3 separate regions of the Mus musculus genome follow, and regions 2 and 3 are each linked to region 1. Evidence: chromatin contacts called from public Hi-C data. All regions are on one chromosome and are shown on one strand. Each heading gives the region's core, a stretch centred on a gene start, on an enhancer-like site or on the middle of the called end of the contact. The rest is flanking DNA. Distances are from core to core; before and after follow the strand shown.

What was found. A called contact is a pair of places that touch in the nucleus more often than the background predicts.
Region 2: a contact with region 1 is called in a Hi-C map of bone marrow-derived macrophages, with 2.0 times the contacts expected there. The contact joins two enhancer-like sites. A contact is called at or near these places in 3 of 484 Hi-C or Micro-C datasets (bone marrow-derived macrophages and macrophages), 1 of 115 datasets of contacts at active chromatin or transcription factors (embryonic stem cells) and 1 of 9 other capture datasets (bone marrow-derived macrophages).
Region 3: a Hi-C map of bone marrow-derived macrophages shows a contact between it and region 1, with 2.1 times the contacts expected there. The contact joins two enhancer-like sites. A contact is called at or near these places in 4 of 484 Hi-C or Micro-C datasets (bone marrow-derived macrophages, embryonic fibroblasts and embryonic stem cells), 4 of 115 datasets of contacts at active chromatin or transcription factors (astrocytes, bone marrow-derived dendritic cells, bone marrow-derived macrophages and 1 more) and 1 of 9 other capture datasets (bone marrow-derived macrophages).

The regions. Positions count from the first base shown.
Region 1 is chr8:83,061,961-83,066,067 of GRCm38.p6, forward strand. All of the region lies in intron 6 of Rnf150 (ring finger protein 150), which reads left to right. Among named protein-coding and RNA genes, the nearest start is that of Tbc1d9, 100 kb to the right of the region's middle. Within about 2 kb of position 2,316, at least 36 of the 459 cell types and tissues checked have an H3K27ac peak or open chromatin away from gene starts, as enhancers often do. A contact at or near this core is called in bone marrow-derived macrophages, where this site is marked.
Region 2 is chr8:82,994,699-82,998,433 of GRCm38.p6, forward strand. The region is part of intron 2 of Rnf150 (ring finger protein 150); the gene reads left to right. Among named protein-coding and RNA genes, the nearest start is that of Rnf150, 130 kb to the left of the region's middle. Within about 2 kb of position 2,398, at least 20 of the 459 cell types and tissues checked have an H3K27ac peak or open chromatin away from gene starts, as enhancers often do. A contact at or near this core is called in bone marrow-derived macrophages, where this site is marked.
Region 3 is chr8:82,937,903-82,941,556 of GRCm38.p6, forward strand. The region is part of intron 1 of Rnf150 (ring finger protein 150); the gene reads left to right. Among named protein-coding and RNA genes, the nearest start is that of Rnf150, 76 kb to the left of the region's middle. Within about 2 kb of position 2,274, at least 113 of the 459 cell types and tissues checked have an H3K27ac peak or open chromatin away from gene starts, as enhancers often do. A contact at or near this core is called in bone marrow-derived macrophages, where this site is marked.

The sequences.
Region 1 (4,107 bases), core at 1,066-3,565:
GTGAGATAAAATCTTAAATCAGTTTTAATTTGCCACCAACTCTGCCATTTTGTACAGGTGCTGTAAGCTGCCTGTCCTCCTTCCCTTTCTGTCGGAAGCCATTGCACAGGCTACAGTGATAGCTGGTAACAAATGAGCAGTTATTGTAATTAGTCTCAAGGGACCCCAGCTATAGAATAGTACTTTACATCCTTCATTCGTTTTATTAATTTGGCATTTATTTCTAGAAAATAGAGCTGCTTTACCACTTCTGAGAAGAGGTTCATAAAAGCAGAAAAAGGAAGGAAGCTAGCCTCTCTAGAGAACCTGAAACCCCAGCAGAAAAAAGATACATTGTATGTGTCTACTCAGGCTAAGGTCACAAAGGACCACAGGCTGGGTAGGTGAAACACCAAATATTGGCTTCTCCGAATTCTAGAATTAGCTGGGCTCTCCAAGATCCCAATGTCAACGTGTTGTGATTCCTGGCTGGCCTTCTGGCTATGTCCTCGCGTGTCTGAGCAAAAGTACATAACCAAGCCTCTTGGGTTTTCTATAAGGCATTAATTGCACCAAAGTCTAATGATCTCTTAAAGGCCCAGCCTCACAGTACAGCACACTAGGAGATACAGCTTTACCGTGTACAAGCATGTACAAGGGATACAATTCCAACATGTGCATAGCACATGAAGAGACCCTAGTCAGCACAAGCAAGGTGAGCAATGGTCCTGGTAGGCCAAGATCCAGCTATCAAAGTATTGAAGTCCAGATATTGAAAACCACACTTTGGCTCACCTAATCAACATGCCCAATCAAAATTAAACACCTCATCCTAACACAAGGTTTCCCCCTTGTAATTCTGTAAAACACCATATTCCTGCCTGCCACATCTGTGTCCTCTCTATTCGGAAGCAGTCCTTTCTTCCCCTCTGGGACAAATACCTCTCCCTCGTCCCCTTTCTCTCTTTCATTCCCTCCTCTTTCTCCTTCTTTCTGTATCTCCTGTCTTTGTCCCTTATCCCTGCCCTCTGTCTCTCTGGGGCAAATAAATGCCCTTTGTGCTAAGAGCCTGGTCTGAGAACTTGGTCTCAGAGGATACAGTATTCAAACTGTATGTGTGCATAGCATGTATATTGTCTTATAACAATACAAATGACAAGTGGTGCGGATTCTGTTGGGAAACAAACAAAATGTAGCAGGTTAGTCAGGCATGGTGGCTCATGCCTGTAATCTCAGTACTTGGAAGGCTGAGGCAGGAGAATTGTCTATGTGTTCGATGCATGAGGTGGTGGCAAAGCTCCCACCTCCAGATCCTAACATTGCTGAACTCCCTAGCTCCTGTTACTTCTTCAGTTCTAGCCTCAAATACATGGGCAAGAACTGCCTCTCAGGGGCAAATGTAGAATACAAGTTCAAAGTCTTACTGTTGTTCTAAATGCCAAGAACTGGAAATGTTTGTAAGCAGGAAGAGTGGGTTAAGTTACAATTTTATAGCATCCTGACTTGCCCACTGCTCTGTTATACATTTAGGTAGGGTCTACATTTTCTAAGAAGGTACAATAACACACTCAACTAAGTCAATTGCAGACTTTTTTGTTGGGACATTAACCTGTGCTACAAACCCACAACATTAGGCCTCTTTTCCATAGCTAAAACTTAGGCCTTAAGCAGTCAAGGTTTTTGTTTTGTTTTGTTTTATTTTGTTTTGTTTAAAAATTTATTTATTGTTATATGTAAGTACACTGCAGCTGTCTTCTCACACACCAGAAGAGGGCATCAGATCTCATTAGGGATGGTTATGAGCCACCATGTGGTTGCTGAGATTTGAACTCAGGACCTTCAGAAGGGCAGTCAGTGCTCTTAACCCCTGAGCCATCTCTCCAGCCCCAAGCAGTCAAGTTTTATGCTACACTTTGAGGCCTTCCCTTGTACCAGGTCCCCCAAAGGCATCACTTGCGAACTGTTCTTCAAACTGGCTGAGGGCCGACTATGGGTACTTGTAAGAGGAGGTGATAAGATCAAGCTTTCTACTACACAAAAGATCTGCCGTCTCCTTTAAATCGGCTTCTCTGTGTTTTGCTGAAGGGAGCAGGTAGTCAGAACGGTCAGAAATTTAAGACACCTCCAATCTTAAATTGACCTTGGCAGTTGAACAGGTGGATGTAAATGAGTCCTACGCGCAGAGCCAAACACACGCACGTCAGGGCTGAGTCTCCAGCGTTGAGCTCTGTAGCTTGGAATCTGTTTTTATATTTTGCAAGGATTCTGTATTTCTCAAATCTTCTGTTTAAATACTTCCTTGTTTTTGAACATGCTGAGTAAGAGGGCATTTTCCTGTTTCTGTCCCCTCCCCCTCTCCAACCCTTCCTAGAGCCAAGTAAATGATCCTTCCTTGCTGTGACCTAGGACCTAGGCCTTTAAACCAGACCTGTGTTCCTCCAGAGCCCAGCTCTTCAGTTTCTTCTGGCTACTTGCTGCACTATCATATAACAGGAGGGCAAGGAGTGGGCATCTGACTGTCATGTGGTAAAGATCGCTTTATGAAATGTGGGTACATTGACCTACCTCCAACAACAGTGAAGAAATACAGCGTTATAGAAACAATGGGGCTGTAGTTACAAAGGGAAGGCCCTGTGCTAGCATGTTACTGAGCTGAGAAGGAGCCCAGGAGGCTGCACATGAAAGATGGAGGCAGGTTCCCAATGAATATGCTACAATAATAAATACATTAATAATACAGCTGACACAGCATTGCTGGAGTGTGTGTGTGTGTTTGTGTGTGTGTGTGTCACTCTGTGTGTGTGTGTCTGTGTATGTGTGTGTATCTATGTGTGTGTGTGTGTGTATCTGTGTGTGTGTGTGTGTGTGTGTGTGTGTGTGTGTGTGTGTGTGTGTGTGCATGTATATGTGTACACTCTGGAGAGTAAACCCAGGGCTTTGTGCATGCTAAGCAAATGTTCTACCACTGCCTTCATTCTCTGCAGTACTTCTGGAAGTAGCAGCATGATGGCATCCATATAAATTAAATGAAGTTGTAAGCTTCTACCTAGCATTCAGATCCTTGCCCAGTCTGAGCCCAGCCTGCCCTTCTTCTCCCATTGCCCACATTAACTAAAACAAAGAAAGCAGGACAGACATCATCTATGTTTTTCAAAAGGGGGAAATAATAAAACTTCTTCTCAAACTCTTTCCCCCTCAAAAAAGAGAGAGAGAGAGAGAGAGAGAGGAAAGCACACTTCCAGCTCAGTGAGGCATCTTCATCCTGATGCCAAAGTCAGAGATAACACAAGGAGGGGATACTACGAGCCAGACTCCCTCATGTTTATTCATGCAAAAATCTTCAAAGTATTATTAAGTTTAATTCCCAGATATGGGAACATAATATACACCATTCCCAGGCAGAGTAGGCAGCTCTGCAAAGAAGATACCCAAGCGGCCATGCATTTGTAAAGATCGTCAGCATTAGTTCACTATCAGGGCAACGCACATCAAACCACCAGAGCATAATCACCGTAAACCTATTAAGATGGCCACTGTCAAAGTCTGTTGTTGTTTAGTGTTGTCTAGGGTACACTGTTGGTTAAAATGTAAATTGGTACAACAATATGAAAAGGTGTATGGAGATTGCTCAAAAACTTAAATCAGGAAATTAAAATTACAGCTATCTCATATCTGGGCTTGGGTCTGAAATAACCAAAGTCAAAATCTCAAAATTCCCCTACATTGAGGGTAGAGAGACAGCTCAGCAAGTGAAACGCTTGAGTGCAAACAGGAGCACCAGAGTGTACATACCCAGAACCACGAGTGCCCAGGGAGAATGACAGCCCTCCTGTACGCCAGCACTTAGAAGGCAGACACAAGGACACTTGGGGCAAGCTGGCTATCTAGACTCACCAAATCTGCACACTCTGAGTTCAAGTGAGAAACCCTGCCTCAGTGGGTAAAGTGGAGTGCTATCCCAGGTGGCACTTAGCATTCATCTCTATTTCCACATGTGCACACACATGCGCACACGTGCACACTCATCCACATGTACATGTGTGCTCACACAGGCAAACACATAAGCAGAACTCAAGAAAATCTCTGGGCACCACTATATTCATCAGACAGCACACTATTCACAGCAGT
Region 2 (3,735 bases), core at 1,148-3,647, 67 kb before region 1:
CAATTCCTAGCAACCACATGGTGGTTCACAACCCTCTGTAATGGGATCTGATGCCCTCTTCTCGTATATCTGAAGATAGCTATAATGTACTCATATACATAAAAATTAAAACAATTCTTTAATAAAATAATAACAACAACGAAGTGAGAGGTGTGCATTTCAGAATAGGTTTCCTTTTCTTTCCATGCCAAATCCCCTTAGCAATTATACCACAGCCTTTCAGGGACGGAATCACTCTGACCATATCCTGTGAGTGCCTCCAGAAACGCTGTGTATGTATAAATATGTTTTAATTCTTTTCACATTTGTTATATAGACAAAGGCTCTGCCTCACAGCTTGTGTTAGCGTGGCAGCAATAAGAACACACAACGGACATGAGGCCTCTAAAGGAAGGGCTACAGTTACTGTGGACAGTGGTGGGTTTGAACTTCAGTGTCATAAAAAGGCTATGTATAAGGTCAGATTTTAGCACTGTGTGAAGTTCTTGTGGACCCAATGCAGAACATAAAATTCATCTGCCTTTACACCTGTTGTTCCATCCCATGCGGAAGGGGGAAAGAGACCCCATTTTTTCCTTTTATACTTTCACTCAACTGATAATACTCTGCCCCAAACATAGGGGTCTCTCTCACATTATGCAATTCCCCATCCCCCTACACTCTAACTCCATTCTGGCAATAAAGTCAGACCCCCCCCCCCAAGGTAAAATAATCCCACAAAACTGCCCTATTCTAGATGTGTGTCAAGTCTAAGTTACATACCTTTTCCTCTGGATGACAGAGTGTTCATCGGCAAGCTCTTGGCTTAATGTTTATCTTTTAATTCTAAAACTTACAGCTGGGAGACAGCCTGGTGAGAGGGACAGAATGCTCAGTACGGAAGGCAGGATGTAGAACTTTTGATCCTGTCTGAGAGGGACAGCTTCCACATGCTGTCAAACTGGGAGTTCTCTGAGCCCTGTTTGGGATGCAAGGAGGTTTCATTACCTATGTGGAAAGGAAGGGGTATGGAGTAAGTCATTATTCATTGTTGATAGACTCAACCTTCAGCCTTTCTGAGAGAGAGAGAGAGAGAGAGAGAGAGAGAGAGAGAGAGTAGGTTTATTGGTTTATTTCCAATACATCACATAGTTAAGGTCTCTGCCCACACAGAGCTTGTATTGTAAGACTATCAGCTGTATTCAGAGCATATGAGGGTAGAGGGTAGGTCTACACATCCCACACCTCTAACCACAAAGTTCTGAGGTGGTCAGCCCCATCCTTAGGGACTTTCTGAAAACCACCTTATTAATACAAAGCCAGGGTGACGGCAAGGTGCTTGTTTTGAATAACAGGACTGGTTCACACTGCCACTCCCATCACTGAATTGCAGGGATTTAGGGAGCTCTCAAGGGGGACTAAGATAAAGAACAAAATGTAAGGAACAAAATGTGTTTCTTATTATATGCCACAATATCCCACAGTCTAATTATTAACTCACGGTGTGTTCTCAAGAGGGCTCCACTTTGGCTCAGAAGTCAAACAGCTATAGTATGTTAGAGAGAAACAGGAATCAAGGGTGTAATTGGCTCAATTTCAAACATCTACTACAAGTGAGGAAAGCAGGAGAGACGCAGTGGGGTTGGTTTGAGCACTGTATTTGACAACATTAAGTGTAGAAGCTTATCAGCTATTGGAGCAGAAATGCCCTGGGAGGTTTTTCACTATGAGCCTGCATCTCAAGAGAGAAGTCAGAGATAGCTATAGGAGTGTGGGAAACATCAGCTTATGGGTACCACTTAATCATTAGAAGCGTGGGGCTCACCTGAAGAATGGATACTTGGGACAAGAGGTCTGAGTCCTGAGCCTGGCCTATTCTAATGTGACTTAGTATCTTCCCCAGTCTCTCCACCATTGATGTTGTTACAGTGATGCAAAGCAATGTCTTTCTTCACTCATCATAAAGGTCATGACCAGAACAACACTAATGTAAGAAAGGTTAAATAAATCAACATTGCAACTAGACATCATCAATTTGCATTGGTCTTCCATTGAAGGCCAAAGGACCTGGGGGATAATGTCCATCATTGTCCTTGGGGTCAGTGAAGAATGGAGAGCTACATCAAAGTGTGATCAAGCAAACAGTGGTTTGCTCCACCCAGTGGTGGACTGATAGAGGCCAGCAGTGCCAGGCTCCTCAGATTCATCCTAGATTGTCTCCTATGCTGCATTCCTTTCTCCCATGTAAAGCCAGACTTCTCAGATGTGAGGGCTTTCGGAGAAGAGGAGCAAACGTGACCTTTGCAGGTCTCATGTTTATTTGGGTCTTTGTGAAAGGGGCACCTCTAGCTCCTATGACTCACCTCGGAAAAGAGGAATTATGACTTCTGTGACTTCTTTCAGGGGAACAGAAAATGTTCCATGTGAAACTTTACTTCTGAAACTGTTTCTGGGGCCTTCAAGTGTCCTTTTGGCCAAAGAACTGAGCACATCAAAGAACAAGCCATGTTTGTGGGTACAGTGTTCTGAGCCCAACACCACATCTTGCTATCCTAAGTTCCATGTCTGAGTATTATATATTCGTTCTCCCCTTCCCTGAAACTCTAGTACTATGGAAACAAGGAGGAAAGTGTCATATTTTCCCCTAGTTTCCTAAATATTTAGAAGATCACCATTTTAGTACCTTGAGTTTGATGGGGTATGTAATCATTTATAGAACATTTATATGACTTTTTTCTTTTTATATATAGTTCATCCTTATTTTCCATAAAGCATTTTTTATAACTACAGTCAAAACATCCCTAATAACCTTGATTTTTTAACCTATATAAAGAAAGTTGATGGATAAATCTAATTACCAGCATGCCCTGCACTTGACAGTCCTTACTAAAAAGCAGAATTTGAAATTACTTGTGCTGGAAGACATTCATAAAGATACCAGCCATACCAACAAGCTACATAGTGGGGGATGCCCCTGACACAGAAGGATGGAACACCACCGTGGTTCTTCAGTCTACCTACAGTGGTCCCCAAGTCTCCCATCATCATTTCTTTAACTGAGAATCACAAAAGAAAACTTGTGTTTCTTGATAGACCACAGGTTCCATCATGTGCAGCTCCATGAAACACAGGAGAGAGCAGCTGCTTCCCACTTTGTACTTGGTTCCATTGAAAACTAAAAGCCAAAGGTGTTGCTAGGTGGTAGAGTATCTGCTTAGCATAAGTGGTGTCTTGGACCCAGTCTTCAGGACCACCAAGACGAAAAACCAAAGAAACAAACAAACTGAAGGAAAAAAGGAAAAAGAGATGAACTCCAAGGCACAAGAGGCTTGTCTTGGTCACTTTGTGTCTCTTCCTTGCTGTGACAGAATACCTAAGAAGATGATAAAGACAGAGGGAAAATGTTTTACCTCAGAGTTTTACGGGTCTCAAGCCATGGTTTGCTTGCTCTGTTGATATGGATCTGTCACAAGTAAAACATTATGGCAACAGGAGCATGTTGTAGAGAAAGCTGCTCAGTTCAGGCAACCATGAAGTGACAAGAGAATAAGAGAAAGAGGCCAGGCAGTGGTGGTACATGCCTTTAGTCCCAGCACTCGGGAGGCAGAGGCAGGTGGATTTCTGTGAGTTCAAGGCCAGTCTAGTCACAGAGCAAGTTACAGGACAGCCAGGGCTACACAGAAAAGCCCTGTCTGTAAAATCAGAGAGAGAGAGAGAGAGACAGAGAGAGACAGAGACAGAGATAGGCAGAGAGAG
Region 3 (3,654 bases), core at 1,024-3,523, 120 kb before region 1:
TTACACACATATGTAGGTTAAATATGGGATCCCGCATCCAGCCCAGGGTGAGGCACGACGTGGGAAGTTTGACTGTGCCTCCCACACCGCCACCAGGCAGGCGTTGGACTGTGAGAAGCCACAGAACCCTGCTCTGGGAGTGAGGAAGCGCAGTCTGAGTCCCCATGGACCTGCCTGAGTTGGGTCCAGATTTTTGGGCACCACAGATGCCTCTGAGTACTGCAGAAGAAGTGGCTCTGGGTTCCCCAGGCCTGTATGGAGGCCAGAGATGGCAGATTCTCAGGCTCTTGGACACTGCAGATGCCACTATATGTTGCAGAAGAGCTGAGGACAGAGTGTGGGCCGACTGGCGGGCTCTGGCACTGGGCAAAGGGGAAAAGAGCAGGAGGAGAGAGTTCTGGCTGGGTCCTGCAGGGAGGAGAGCCCTTATCTTGCTAGGTGGCTAGCTGGGATTGGGAAGCAGTAGCTGGGAACACTGGGAGGCCTATGCAGGAGGTTATACACACAGCAGCTTGTTAGTGGAAGACCTGCTCCATTGCTTCAGCATGGAGGATCCCCATGAGAAGAGACAGTCCATGGTTTTAAGGCATTTATTGTAGAAAGGCAGAGAGAAGGAGAGAGTAGAGAAGTAAAGGTCAGCCATGGCCATTTGGAGAGAAGGGAGAAGGGGATGCGGGGGGGGGTGGGGGGGAGGCAAGAGAGTAAGAGAGGGAGGAGGGAGCAAACAGCCCTTTTATAGTGGGCTGGCCTACCTGGCTGTTGCCAGGTAACTGTGGGGAGGAGCCTATCTGGCTGTTGCCAGGTAACTGCAAGGACTGGAGTCCAGACAGAACACCAGGAGCTTGGGGCATTGCTCTACTTGACTGATGACTACACACCTCTCTGCAGTAGGATCCAGGGGCCCAGGGGGCATGGCCAAACACCTGCCATCCCTTGCAGACAGAAGTCACCTACCAGGTCTCTGGCGCTCAAAGCCTGTGCTCGACTGGGGACCAGGCTGCCTTTCATAGCTCACCGCCCCACACACATACACCCACATGTACACACACATGAAACATACATACACATATACACATACACATTCTCATATATATATATATACACACATGTGCACACATATTCTCACGCAAAAAAAAATGTTAAATGTTTTTTTAAGGGCAAATAGAATTCGGTGTTCCTTCCAGTAATAAGGACAGCAACAAGTCTATATCCTGCCACATGGTCAACCAGTAAAAATGTCACTTCTCACGCTCAGATAAAGAATAGAATGAAAAAATAATGAAAACTGATGAGTCTGTGGTAAGCACTGAATCAAAGCCAAGGAACCTGGAAGTCAGATAAAGAATTTTAAAAGGTGGCAGGAATGGAGATGGCTTAGCTGTTAAGAGCACCGGTTGCACTTCCAGGGGACCCTGGTTCAATCCCCAGCACCCACAGGGCAGCTCATACGTATCTGTAGTTCCTGTTCTGGGAATGCGACATCCTCGCACAAATATATGTGCAGGCAAAACACCAATTCACATGAAATAAAAATAAGTAAATAAATGTTTACATGAAAACTATTGGAAAACCCCAAATGAGCATTCCATGACTTGCAGCAGGTTTGAGCTAAGGGTTCTTCAGGGACGATAAGTTGGTTACAGTTAAGAAATTGATTTGCTTTGGTTATGCTGTGCTGTTGGGTTTTGGGTGCTATATTGTGAATGCTTTCTTTTCATTGACAATTGTCTGATACAGTATTATCAAGGTTTCTCCAACAAATTTATAAGTTAGCAGTGCCCACAAGTATGTTGCAATTAAGATTTTCCTTATCAAAAAAGGAATATACTGCAATAGAGATTCCCTAACCAAACAATGATGTTCCCTTCATGCAACCCATCGTTCTAAATGAGGGGTGCATTGTCCAAAGCCTCTAGAAAGCTGTTGAACATAGAGTTAACACCACTTCCGAAAGGGGCTTAGTGTGCTAAAGTATGTTTTGCTTTGTTTTGTTTACCATATGGAAGATAAAATCCAAGTGCTGAGTCTGGTATTTTCAGACAGCTGTGACCTGTCCCTCGGCTGCCATGGTCTCCTCATCTCTGGCTTAGTCATGCAACAAATTTTGCAAGCACTTGCTGTATTCCAGACACAGCACAGACTGCAGCAGTGGAATAGGTCAGGCGCAGCCCTTTGTGCAAACCTTAAACTGAATCTCCCTAGGGTGGGAAGGGAGGCTATATTTTCCTTGTTCCTCATGCCTGTACTATGTGTATTTTTAGAAGCCTCCACATGCATTTCCTGTATGTACTCGTACAGATTTATGACTCTGTCAGCCCCAAACGCCCTGTCGTTCTGCCTCTCAGTTCCTCCTTCCTAATCGTTCTGGATGTTATTCAAACACAGCTTCAGAGCTCCAGTTCTTCTTTTGCCTGCCAACGGTGCTGTCCTCTTTAACTTTTCTCGTCTCCCAGGTCTGGCCCCAGACTTAAGGGCTTGCACTCTCTCAAGCGCTAAAGGATATTTATTAAATTGAAAAATGACACCATGAAAACATCTTGGAAAACTGTTCCCTGGTTTACACCAAACACATCAGTTTAATACTAGTGGTTTGCAGGCTCGACTTCCTGACTCTACAGTTGTGTGCACATCACCAGATGTCACCTATGCTACATGATGAGTAAGTGTCCTGTGGACCTGCAACTCCTGGGCACATAAAGGAGCTGAATGGGCAAAGGGTATCACTGTAGATAATTATAGTACTCATGAGGGTCTCTGCCTCATGGTGCTGTGTTCTTATAACTAATATGTCTCCGAAAACATTAGTAATATTTGATTAATATTATTAACACATATTAATTTATCACTTCAGCACGTACATATCACTTTGGAACACATACATTTTCCTCCACTGCTGTTAAGAGCACTAGTCATTTGCATCCTTTCCCTCATGGCTCCATGAAATGGATTTTTCTTTTTGTTGCTAGATAATCTGCACATTGAAATAAGGGTTTTTCTCAGTGAGGGCCAAGCAGTGGTTTTATAGAAGTATGACAATGCATCAACTTTATAAAAAAAAAAAAGATTCTTTCTCTTACAATGGCCTTTGGGATGAGCATGAAGCAAGTTTGTATGTGCTACATTTCATGCTTTAGAAAAGGCTAAGGGAGACAGGGAGATGCTGAGAACAAGTGATCTTACTTAAAAAGAAGAAAGAAGGCCAGCATGTAAACAGAATGTCACGTTTAAAAAAGAAATAGAAGGAGCTGCAGAGATGTCTCGGCAGTCACTCTGCTCTTGCAGAGAACATGTGTTGGTTCCTAGCACCTACACTGGACAGCTTGCAATCACCTATAACCTCATGCCCATGGCAACGGGCAACCTCTTCTGGCAATGTATGCACATACACATGCACACACATACACATGCAGATACATACACATATGCACACATACACACACACATACACACAGGCACACACATATGCACACGTATACACATGCACACCCTCATGGCTCCACTAAGCATTCCTTAGCTTTCTTTATCAGGCTGTACGAGCATTTGTCTGCTCATGCCATTGAAGTTTATGAAGGTGAGCTGGTTAGCAGTAGAATAGAGCTATGACCTGGAGCCTTTCACATGCACCCCAACCTTCTTCCAACCCCAGTCCCCAAT